Linked DNA regions of Sus scrofa: region 1 is linked to region 2. A link is a contact called in public Hi-C data. All regions are on one chromosome and are shown on one strand. Each heading gives the region's core, a stretch centred on a gene start, on an enhancer-like site or on the middle of the called end of the contact. The rest is flanking DNA. Distances are from core to core; before and after follow the strand shown.

Evidence for each region. Hi-C and Micro-C count contacts between places; a contact is called where the count stands out from the background.
Region 1: a Hi-C map of embryonic fibroblasts shows a contact between it and region 2, with 2.6 times the contacts expected there. The contact joins two enhancer-like sites. A contact is called at or near these places in 4 of 47 Hi-C or Micro-C datasets (embryonic fibroblasts, liver and mesenchymal stem cells) and 1 of 2 datasets of contacts at active chromatin or transcription factors (alveolar macrophages).

What each region holds. Positions count from the first base shown.
Region 1 is chr1:239,677,718-239,683,406 of Sscrofa11.1, reverse strand. No RefSeq gene overlaps it. Among named protein-coding and RNA genes, the nearest start is that of FOXE1, 47 kb to the left of the region's middle. Within about 2 kb of position 2,961, at least 68 of the 83 cell types and tissues checked have an H3K27ac peak or open chromatin away from gene starts, as enhancers often do. A contact at or near this core is called in alveolar macrophages and embryonic fibroblasts, where this site is marked.
Region 2 is chr1:239,582,637-239,588,239 of Sscrofa11.1, reverse strand. No RefSeq gene overlaps it. Among named protein-coding and RNA genes, the nearest start is that of XPA, 17 kb to the right of the region's middle. Within about 2 kb of position 3,374, at least 16 of the 83 cell types and tissues checked have an H3K27ac peak or open chromatin away from gene starts, as enhancers often do. A contact at or near this core is called in alveolar macrophages and embryonic fibroblasts, where this site is marked.

The DNA of each region.
Region 1 (5,689 bases), core at 1,712-4,211, 96 kb before region 2:
GCTCTGATTAGACCCCTAGCCTGGGAACCTCCATATGCCACAGGAGCGGCCCCAGAAATGGCAAAAAAAAAAAAAAAAAAAAAAAAAAAGAGGAGTTTCTGGATTGAAGAATATGGATGTATCAGAGACTTGAGGAGTTCTCGTGTGGTAAAGAAGGTTAAGGATCTGGGTCGCCGCTGTGGCATGGGTTTGATCTCTGGCTTTAGGAGGACTTCTGCATGCTACAGGTGCAGCCAAAAGAGAGAGAAAAAAAGGCTTTTGATACACATTTCCATTTGTTTTCTAGAAAGTTTTTTGTAATCAAAAAGAATCCACCATAAGGGCTCATGTAGTTCCACTTTAAGAGCAAATAGGAAGGGTTCCTGAGTTAGTGTCTGAGGGAGCAAGAGAAGCTATGCAAAGGAAGTGTCTAGATGGAGATCTGTAGGACAAGCAAGAAAGAATCAAACAAAGTGGGAATGTAAGTGTTCCCAACAGAGGGAACAGCATGTGACAAGGCCCAAAGGCATGGCATTCTGAGAAGAGAAATAAATTCTATGGTTAGAGTTTGGAGAGCAGGCAAGTGACATGTGGAGTGACATAAGATTTGGATTTTTTTGAGAGTTCCCATTGTGGCTCAGAGGAAACAAACCTGACTAGTATCCATGAGGATACAGGTTTGATCCCTGGCCTCACCGGTGGGTTAAGGATCCAGAATTCCTTGAGTTATGGTGTAAGCTGGCAGCTGCAGCTCCGATTTGACCCTAGCCTGGGAACTTCCATATGCACCTGAGGCCTAAAAAAAAGATTTGTATTTTAGGAAGGTCATTTTGGCTTCAGGTAGAGAATTGAATTGGGGCAATAATGGAGACAGTGACAGTTAGGAAGCTATTCTCCCAAGTAAGTAATACAGCAGTGGCCAAAGCTGGGATAGTGACAGTGGGGATTGAAAATAGACTGAAGGGACATAAAAAAGAGGAGTTCCCGTCGTAGCTCAGTGGTTAGCGAATCCGACTAGGAACCATGAGGTTGCAGGTTTGATCCCTGGCTTTGCTCTGTGGGTCAAGGATCCGGCATTGCCGAGAGCTGTGGTGTAGGTCACAGACGTGGCTCGGATCCCGAGTTGCTGTGGCTCTGGTGTAGGCCAGCAGCTACAGCTCTGATTCAACCCCTAGCCTGGGAACCTACACATGCAGTGGCAGCAGCCCAAGAAATGGCAAAAAAAAAAAAAAAAAAAAGACAAAATAAAATAAAAGAGGTAGTAAGTAGAGTTCATAGAAGAAGGATGGGAGATAAGGAAGCTATAAGGATGGCCCTCAGGTTTCAGAGAGGTCGCAAGAAAACCTGTGGTGCCTGATGTATGCCTAGGGAACAGAGTTTTTCAAGGACAGTGGTTGTCAGAGTTTGCTATAGGTATGTCCCTCACACCCTCTCAAGGGTCAGTTCATGTGGATCTTCATCACGCCATTTTGCAAGAGGAAACTGAAAACCAGGGTAGGCAAACTCCCCAAGGTCACCCAGTAAGTCAGTGGCAGACAAAAACTCGAACCCAGGTCTGGATAGGCCATCTGTGGCCCAGGCGGAGAGGCTAGCGCATATAATTCTAGCGTGAGCTCAATAGGTGATGAGAAAAAATTAATGGCCACCACTCACTGAATACCCAGTATGTGCCTGGCACTGCTCTAGGCCTCACCTATATTATTTCTAATCCTCACAATCATCACAAAGACGGGTACTGATTTTACTCCTAGCGCACAGAGGAGCCTGGGGCCCAGAAGGAAAGTGACTTGTCTGAGATCACACACCGTGAGGGGTGGCAGGGCCTGGTTGGGAACCGTGGTCATCTCCATCCCCAATCCTGCGGCTCTTTCCCCAAGAGCGGGAACACCTGGAGGCACCCCGGGACCCCCGCCCGCCCCTCGCCCCCGCGCACATGCCTGCCCGCTGAGGCGTGAGAGCCGCTGCCCGGGGCCCTCCCTCCCGCGCTCCTTGCACAACCGACCGGGATAAGTGCTGCGTCTCTGGGCAATTATCGCCCTCCTGCTGCCGCCGTCGCTGCCGGCGGCGGCGGCGGGGCTGCCTGGGCAGAAGGCCAAAGGCCAAGGGACTCGCAGCCACCCAAGGAGAAAGGTACCCGCCCGTGGGGCCAGCCACTAGCTCCGCACGCGATTTCACAACTATGGGCCACCGGGACCGGAAGGCGGGGAGGCGGCGCGGCGCGATGACGTCACGCGCGGCAGCCCAGAACCTAAGGATTCTGCTCCCGCACCCCCAATATGGGGGCGGGGGTGGTGAAAGCCAGGAGGGGCCAGGGGTGCGCTGCCAGGTAGTCTCCTGAAAGGCATTCTTTTCCTCCTCTTCATCTCTATTTCATCCCTGTATTCCTTTTTTCCTCTCTTTTCCCTTCTGTCCCTCTCATTCTTCTCTTTCCCTTCCTTTACCTCTTCCCCTCTCCCTTCTTCCTTACTTCCTTCTACCTCCTTCCTTACTCTCTCTTCTCCTTCCCCCCCTCCTTTTTTTCTCCTTGCTTCTCTTTCCTCCCGTTCTCATTTCTTCACTTAATTTCTAATTTCTATTTTTAACTGTGGTAAAAAGCACATAAATGACATTTACCATACTAGCCATTTTTAAGTGTACAGTCAGTAGTCGTAAGTACATTCACGTTGTTGTGCAACCAATCTCCAGAACCATTTCATCTTGCAAAACTGAAACTCTATACCCGTTGAATAACAACTTCTCATTTCCCGCTCCCCCCAGTTCCTGGTAGTCACATTCTACTTTCTTTTTATTCACCTCTTCCTTTTGCCTTTTTGAGCCCTCCTTTCTTTTCCTTTATGTCTCCCTTTTCTTCCCTTCGCTCTTTGAGCCTTTCTCTTCTTAAACACCTAATGGCCCTGTTGCACCCTTGCCAGCCCTCCACAGCCTCTTGCCAGGGGCTGGGCCAAGAGGCCTGTCAGTGAGGCTGTTAGAGGGCTGGTGAATCATCATTCCTCCCTCATGTGTCAGGGCCAGTGGGCGGCCCCTGGAAACCTCACCTGGCTTTTTGATGGTAGGCAAACATGTCCAGCAAGGAACTTTTGCCAAGAAGAGTTAATTAGAGAGAGGCCCTAAGTCCAGGGTCAGGCTGGGAGCCCCTCTCTCCTCTGGGCTGTCCCCAACCCAGGGGCTCCCCTTCTAGATGGTGCAAGGCAGCCACAATGATGATGGTGATAGTAGTGATAAGTTGGCCTGACACAAAACTTTACAGTTTACAAAGCAATTCCACAGACATGATCTCATTCTTGTTCTCACAACAACCCTGGGAGGTAAGCCTTAACTATTCCCTTTTTACAGGTGAGGAAACTGAGCCTGGGAAAGGTGAAGGGATTTGGCTCTGGCCATAGAGCTGGTAAGTGGGAGAGTTGGCAAGGTGGGGACCCAGATTTGTATCACAAAAACAGAAAAAAGAGGACTAGGTCAGAGTTGAAAATATCTTTAAAAAATGCATTAATCCTTCTTCTGTTTTCACGTAGCATCTTTAGACCTCTTGAGCATAGGTCCCACCTGATAGAGGCCTAAGGGGAAGCTACTGTATGGGTGAGTGGTGGAGGTATTTGATGGCATAAGGGGCAGCTGCTTTATGGGTGAGTGGTGGAAGTGTTTGAAGGCAGGCATAGCAAGTGTAAAAGAGTTGATTTCTAGGTAGCTAAGAGGCTTTTAAAAGTTGCCACCCAGCTATCCCTGGGTTATCTGGGATTGTGGCTCTCCATTCAGGAAACATATTGAGAGAATAGAGGACTTCTAAGTGTGGATCAAGTTGTACCTTTCCTGGATAGAACTTCTGGCTCATGGACAGTTCATATTCTTTGAGTACATTCTATTTCAATTCTTTTGCCATTTGCTGATGTGGAAATAATTGTATGTCATGGGTAATTGTGGTAGATTATTAATGTTCATTAATATCCACTTCTCCCTTTGGTCCTGCAATCCCCAGTCCCCTTGAGGCAAAACATGGTCATGTGACGTTTTTAGCCAGTGTGATTAGAAGTGATGTTCATCACCTGTGGGCTGAAGCACTGAGTTACAGCTGCCTGATGCTTTAGTTCTCAGTTCCTTGGATGCATTGACTAAGGAGGCTACATTCCAGGATGTTGGAGCTTTATTTGCCTGAACATACACTTTATTTATTTATTTATTTATTTTAAAATTACTCAAATGAATTTATCACATCTGTAGTTGCATAATGATCATAACAATCCGATTTCACAGGATTTCCATCCCACAGCCCAAGCACATCTCCTCACCCCCCAACTGTCTCCCATAAGTTTTTCAATGTCTGTGAGTCAGCATCTGTTCTGCAAAGAAGTTCCGTCTGTCCTTTTTTCAGATTCCACTTGTCAGTGAAAGCATTTGATGTTGGTGTCTCATTGTATGGCTGACTTCACTTAGCATGATAATTTCTAGGTCCATCCATGTTGCTAAAAATGCCAGTATTTCGTTGTTTTTAATGGCTGAGTAATATTCCACTGTGTATATGTACCACATCTTCTTGATCCACTCCTCTGTCAATGGACATTTAGGTTGTTTCCATGTTTTGGCTATTGTAAATAGTGCTGCAATGAACATTGGAGTACATGTGTCTTTGCGAGTCGTGGTTTTCTCTGGGTAGATGCCCAGGAGTGGGATTGCTGGATCAAATGGTAGTTCTATGTTTAGTTTTCTGAGGCATCTCCATACTGCTTTCCACAGTGGTTGCACCAATTTACAATCCCACCAACAGTGTACTAGGGTTCCTTTTTCTCCACACCCTCTCCAGCACTTATTGTTTGTAGACTTTTTGATGATGGCCATTCTGGCTGGTGTAAGGTGATACCTCAGAGTGGTTTTGATGTGCATTTCTCTAATAATGAGTGATGTTGAACATCTTTTCATGTGTTTTTTGGCCATCTGTGTGTCTTCTTTGGAGAACTGTGTAGATCTTCTGCCCATTTTTTGATGGGGTTTTTTGTTTTTTTAGTATGGAGTTGCAGAAGGTGTTTATAAATTTTGGGGATTAATCCCTTGTCCATCGATTCACTTACAAAGATTTTCTCCCATTCTGTGGGTTGTCTTTTCATATTGTTAGGGTTTCCTTTGCTGTGCAGAAACTTTGAAGTTTGATTAGGTCCCATTTGTTTATTTTTCTTTTTATTGTCAAAAAGATGTTGCTGTCATTTATGTCAGAGAGTGTTTGGCCTATGTTTTCCTCTAGGAGTTTGATAGTGTCTGGTCTTATAGCTAGGTCTTTAATCCATTTGGAGTTTATTTTTGTGTATGGTGTTAGGGAGTGTTCTCATTTCATTCTTGTACATGCAGCTGTCCAGTTTTCCCAGCACCACTTATTGACCAAGCTGTCCTTTCTCCACTGTATATTCTTGCTTCCTTTGTCATAGATGAGTTGGCTGTTGGTGCGTGGGTTGAATTCTGGGCTTTCTATCCTGTTCCACTGATCTATATTTCTGTCTTTGTGCCAGTACAATATGGTTTTGATGATTGTTGCTTTGTAGTATAGTCTGAAGTCTGGGAGCCTGATTCCTCCAGCTCCATTTTTCTTTTTCGGAATGTCTTTGGCTATTCTGGGTCTTTTGTGCTTCCAAGCAAACTTTAAAATATTTTGTTCAAGTTCTGTGAAAAATGTCCTTGGTAATTTGATAGGGATTGCATTGAATCTGTAGATTGCTTTAGGTAGTAT
Region 2 (5,603 bases), core at 2,125-4,624:
TTAAGGATCTGGTGTTGCTGTGGCTGTGGTGTCTGCTGGCGGCTACAACTCTGATTAGACCACTAGCCTGGGAACCTCCATGCGCCACAGGTGCGGCCCTAGAAAAAGACAAAAAGACGAAAAAAAAAAAAAAAAAAGAAAAAGAAAAGGTTCTATTTCGGACCCATATTTGGGAAACTATATTTATTTGTAATGATGTCAAATAGCACCATACATTTCATGGTGAAGTTTATCTGTTTTAAAGAAACAAATGTAAAATGTAAACAATTTGTTTCACTTCTCACTATTCTCTGATCATCACCAGCAAATTCCAGCCCTAGTCTTGCACATGGCCTGCTTCAAAGCTCTTTGAACTTTGCTCTCATTTTTTTCTATCCTTTCTTTGCTCAGATTGGAGCCTGAACTGCCCCACCCCCACCCCATTCAAAGTTTTGGAGCTGTTTTGAGAGGCCTCCTTTCCCAGGGGAAACGCAGGCAGGCAAACGAAAGCTTCCCCCATAGCAAATCCTCCTCGCTGTGTAAAACCTCAGAAAAGCAGGTCGGTCTTTGCCCTCATCTTTGTCGTCTGGCAAAGCGTAAAAAGATTGAAGCAGCGAGGCAGAGCAGAACACCTGTAGCCATTATGAAAACCAGAGATACCTCCTGGCCCTGTGTCCTTTTTATTCTGAACGTGTAGCTCCTGTCAGACACAGATGAACACCCAGCAACAGAGGGCCAGAACTGGGGCTCAGATAAGCTGACTGAGGAATTACAAGGATTTTGTCATAAGCCCATCTGTTCTGTTGGATTGAAATATCTTCCAGTTCCATGCAGCCAAGGACAGCTGTACTTTGGTTTGATGTCTTATATGGGGTTCTGGTCTGCACAGAAAGGGGGGAGGGCCAGAGATGGGGACCCCAGAGACCAGGCCTGGGATTCTGGAGCTATCACTTACCAGCTGAAAGCGGTCTTGGCCAAATCACCTGAGCCCCCTGAGTTTCAACTACTTCATCTATAAAAGGCTCTCACCAGAAATACATTAGAATATTTAATTTACCGGAGTTCCCGTTGTGGCGCAGTGGTTAACGAATCCGACTAGGAACCATGAGGTTGCGGGTTCGATCCCTGGCCTTGCTCAGTGGGTTAACGATCCGGCGTTGCCGTGAGCTGTGGTGTAGGTTGCAGACGCGGCTCGGATCCCGCGTTGCTGTGGCTCTGGCGTAGGCCAGTGGCTACAGCTCCGATTCAACCCCTAGCCTGGGAACCTCCATATGCCGCGGGAGCGGCCCAAGAAATAGCAACAATAACAACAACAACAACAACAAAAAGACAAAAGAAAAAAAAGAATATTTAATTTACCAAGAGTTTAAGCTGTAAAGTAACAGCATACCTTCTAGCTGATGTTGTTCATATTGCCACCAACCTGGGAGAAAGGGGAAAGCAAAACTCGGTGTTGAGGGAAGGTCATTTATCTTGATTTTCTCCATAACATAGCGGGAGAATTCACCTGTCCCTCCTAACCTTGGTTCTTTTACTTAAGTCTGAATGAGGGAAGGGATGGTCTTAGGACCTGAGGTTGGAGGAACTTCCCGGGGGACCCAAGTGGACTTAGCTATGGGGAGGAAGATGCTACCTCACTGCCATTCAGCATCATTGTCTAATCAGCCCTGCACGTCTCTGTATTCTATAAGGAACCTCTTAATTACTCCTGGGCCCCAAATAATTGAAACATCAATGTCTCTTGGAAGGCAGAATCTCACCTTAAATTGTTTTCTTTGATTATACATTTGTCAAATATAAAGATAAATGCTAATGCTCTTGCTATAATGTTAAATCAGTAAATAAGAGATAATATTGCCATGTAGTATCTCAACTATATAAAAACTATATATGCACAGATGAAAATGTTAATCATAGTTGTAGCTGAGAGAATAGAAAATGGGCTTTTTTCTGCCTTTCTCTATTTTCTAAAAATTTTAAAATGCTCATTGGTTATTTATTTAATTTATTTATTTATTGGCCTTTTTAGGGCTGCACCCGTGGCATGTGGAAGTTCCCAGGCTAGGGGTCTAATTGGAGCTGTAGCTGCTGGCCTACACACAGCCACAGCAACGCCAGATCCTTAACCCACTGAGCAAGGCCAGGGATCAAACCCGCAACCTCGTGGTTCCTAGTTGGATTCATTAACCACTGTGCCACGACGGGAACTCCTCATCAGTTATTCTTAAAATAAAAAAAATATTTCATTCAGATATGTTTTACTACCCCAAAGGGAAAATCCACTTATATATTTTCATGAAAATTACCTACACAACTTCAATAAAAACTAATGATAGAATCCTGAAAATTTTGAAAGTAAGATATTTTATGAATATTAGATTGAGATACCTAGTCTGAGTCACTGAGTAAGTACAATACAGGTGAAAGTATATTAAAATAAATTTCTTGCACAATAAAAATAGCTGCATGATCAAAAATACCTTGTTTCTGAAAATTGTAGACCTATAACAGGGAACATTTGATACATTTAAGAGCATAGCACAAATGTGAAAGAACTGAGGCAGCCTTTTGGGGTTTGTTTTAATAGAATTTCACCTATATTTAGGTTCCAAAATCAATGAGCTTGTTCAGAGTCATAAATTGGAGTTGATGGAGGAATTTATGTTTAAGCACATGTAATAGAAATGTATGTTCCATAGCAGCAAGTGTTATGCAAAGTTAGGTTCCTTGGAACTGTTATTGGGCAAGAAATCTTGGATGTCACCTGAGGAAAGGGTTTAGCAGTTAGAGACGCTAAGTAAACCCCAGGGTACAGGACTCAATAGGCTTCACCGTTGCGCAACTTCTTGGAGCCTTAAATATACTGATTTTCATTGTAAATCTCCAAGAGGGGTGTGCAATATGTGACATTTGCTCAAAGCATTTGACCAGAAAATCTTTTTTCCCTCCACAAAGGACACTTCACATCAGGATATGCAATGTTACAGGCATGCAGAAACTTTATCTTTTCAACTTTTATTTTGTGAGCCCACGAAGCAGAGTTCATCTCTGTCTGTTGTCACAAAAGGGGTATTTTATGCATTTAAAGCACAGATAGAGATCACAACAAACCATTTAATGAGTCATGTCACATGGAACCAAAGCCCAGTTCCCACTGTCAGGTCGAGTCTCATTCTGTCGTTCCCTTGCAGAAACTGGGCTCTGATGAGACACCAGAAGACCAGAAGGGACTTGTGAGCTTCATCACACGTCCCATGCTTTGACCTCCTTTATAAAATGGCTTAGCAATGGCATGCAATTCTGAGACTCACCCTTCCCATCCCCCACTACATAGACGCACACCCTTTGCTGGCATGCGAAGCGTGCATAGAAAGGGGAAGAAAAACCCAAACCACAAAACCCCACATTCCTTTTGAGGGTTGTATGTGTACACGCCCTGGACCTTTGACCCTCTTTCCCTGCTGAACAGGGGTTTTCGAGGCTTTGAGTCTGTAGTCTTGGACTGTTCAGATGTAGCTTTATCAGGTTCCAGTCACAAGGCTTCAGCCTTTCCCCTCTTGGGGGCTTAGTTTCTGCATCTGTAAATTGGGGCTAATGAGCCTGGGTCCCACATAACCTCTCAGGATTGTAGTAAGGATAAAACAGAATAAAAATGTTATGAAAAGTTGGAATTGTGGGGCTTTGTTATACCATTATAAGCAGAAATAGTCCACTTCCTGAGGTGGTGGGTAGAGTGGGAAAAAACAGAGGACAGGCTGGAAAGACTAGTGACTAATGACTAATCTTTGTCTTCTTAACAATCACAGGGCTTCCATTCATTCTAAGGACAATGAAAGCAGGAAAAGACAGGACACATGAAATAAAGTGTGTCTAGAGCACCATCCATAGCCTTTTTGCTCCAATTCTGATAAAATGTTTATACCACTGAAAAATGCATTTAAATGAGTGCTTTTTTTGGTTTTGTTTTTTGGCTACCCCTTGACATGTGGAGTTCCTGGGCCAGGGATCAGATCTCAGCTTCAGTGGAGACCCACACTGCAGGTGCAATGCAGGAGCCCTACTGTGCCGGGTTGGGGTGGAACCTGAATTCCAGAGCTCTAGAGATCCTGCTGATAGGGATACCATTGCACCACTGCGGGAACCTCAGATGAGCACTTCCTTTAAAAATAATTTGCTGGAAAGAAAAAAAGGCATTTGGTTAGAAGTATCATAAAAACTGAAGAAATGAGAAAAGATTCCAATAACAATTCATCACACTTCTGAATCTGGGAAAAGTTGCCATCAATTATGAGGCAGACAGAATGCAGCTTGGATTGGATCTGGCATTGCTGTGGCCGTGCTGTAGGCTGGCAGCTGCAGCTTCGATTTGACCCCTAGCCTGGGAACTTCCATATGCTGTGGGTGCTACTGTAGAAAGGGAAAAAAGAAGTCTATCAAAATGGCAGAAAGAATAGGAAGCCCTAGCATCGCATAATGTAGATTCCAAGTGTTTAGTTTCCAATTTCAAAATGGAAAAACAGAAGTACTAAATATAAATATATACATTTCTATAAATTTGGAATGGTGAAAGCCTTTCTAAGAATGACTCAAAGACAGAAACTGTAAAGAAAAACATTATTTTTTCGAGGTAAAATGAAAAGTTTTTATTTATTAAAAACTATAAATATCTTATACATGGCCAATGAGATTTTTAAATGAGGTAGCCCTTTGGAAGACACTCTGACGGTTCCTCAAAATGTTGAACATAGGGTTACTATATAACCCAGAAATTCCACTCCTAGGTGTATATCCAAGGTAAATGAAAACATATATCTGCACAAAAACTTGTGACACGAATGGTCATAGCAACATTACCCATAATAGCTAAAAAGCGGAGATAACCCACATGGGTACCAACTGATAAATGGATTAAAAAATCTGGTATGCCATACCATCCAATGGAATATTATTCTACCATTAAAAGGAATGAAGTACTGATCCCTACTACAAATGGATAAGCCTGAAAATATGCTGGTGTATATACTGAAAGCCACCAAATTGTATACGTTAAAAGTGTGACTTTTATGGTATATGAATTTTTGCTCCATAAAGCAGTTATTTAAAAAATGTAAATAGTTATCATTAAAAAAACAAGGCAAAGCTAATGGCAAATGAAAAAAATTGTAACATTTCACAGAGATGAGAAATATCTGTAGTACACGAGGAGTGCTTATATAAAAATTTGAAAATAAATAGGCCATTAAAAATTGGCAAAAGCTAAGGTAAGAATTTCATAGGAAAAGCAGCGTAAAAGGCCAATAAACATGTTCATGTTTATGCTCATTTTGAAGTTTTGACGTTACCGTGATTATTAAACCAGCTGCTAGATGTTATCATTTAGCATGTTAATAATAGAGCTCCTATTTTACTATGTCGTATTCTGAGAAGGGTTCTTGAAGCTTTATCAGAGCACCAGTGCATCTTTGGCCCCCAAAAAAGTTAGGAAACCTTAAACTACAGAAAGGAGGTAAAATAAGGTATGTCATGTCCATATAATGAAATGCGATGTAGCCATTAAAATTGATTTTGTAGGTGAGGATATAGAGCAATTGAAACCTTCATATACTGCAGGAGAGTGTAAGTTA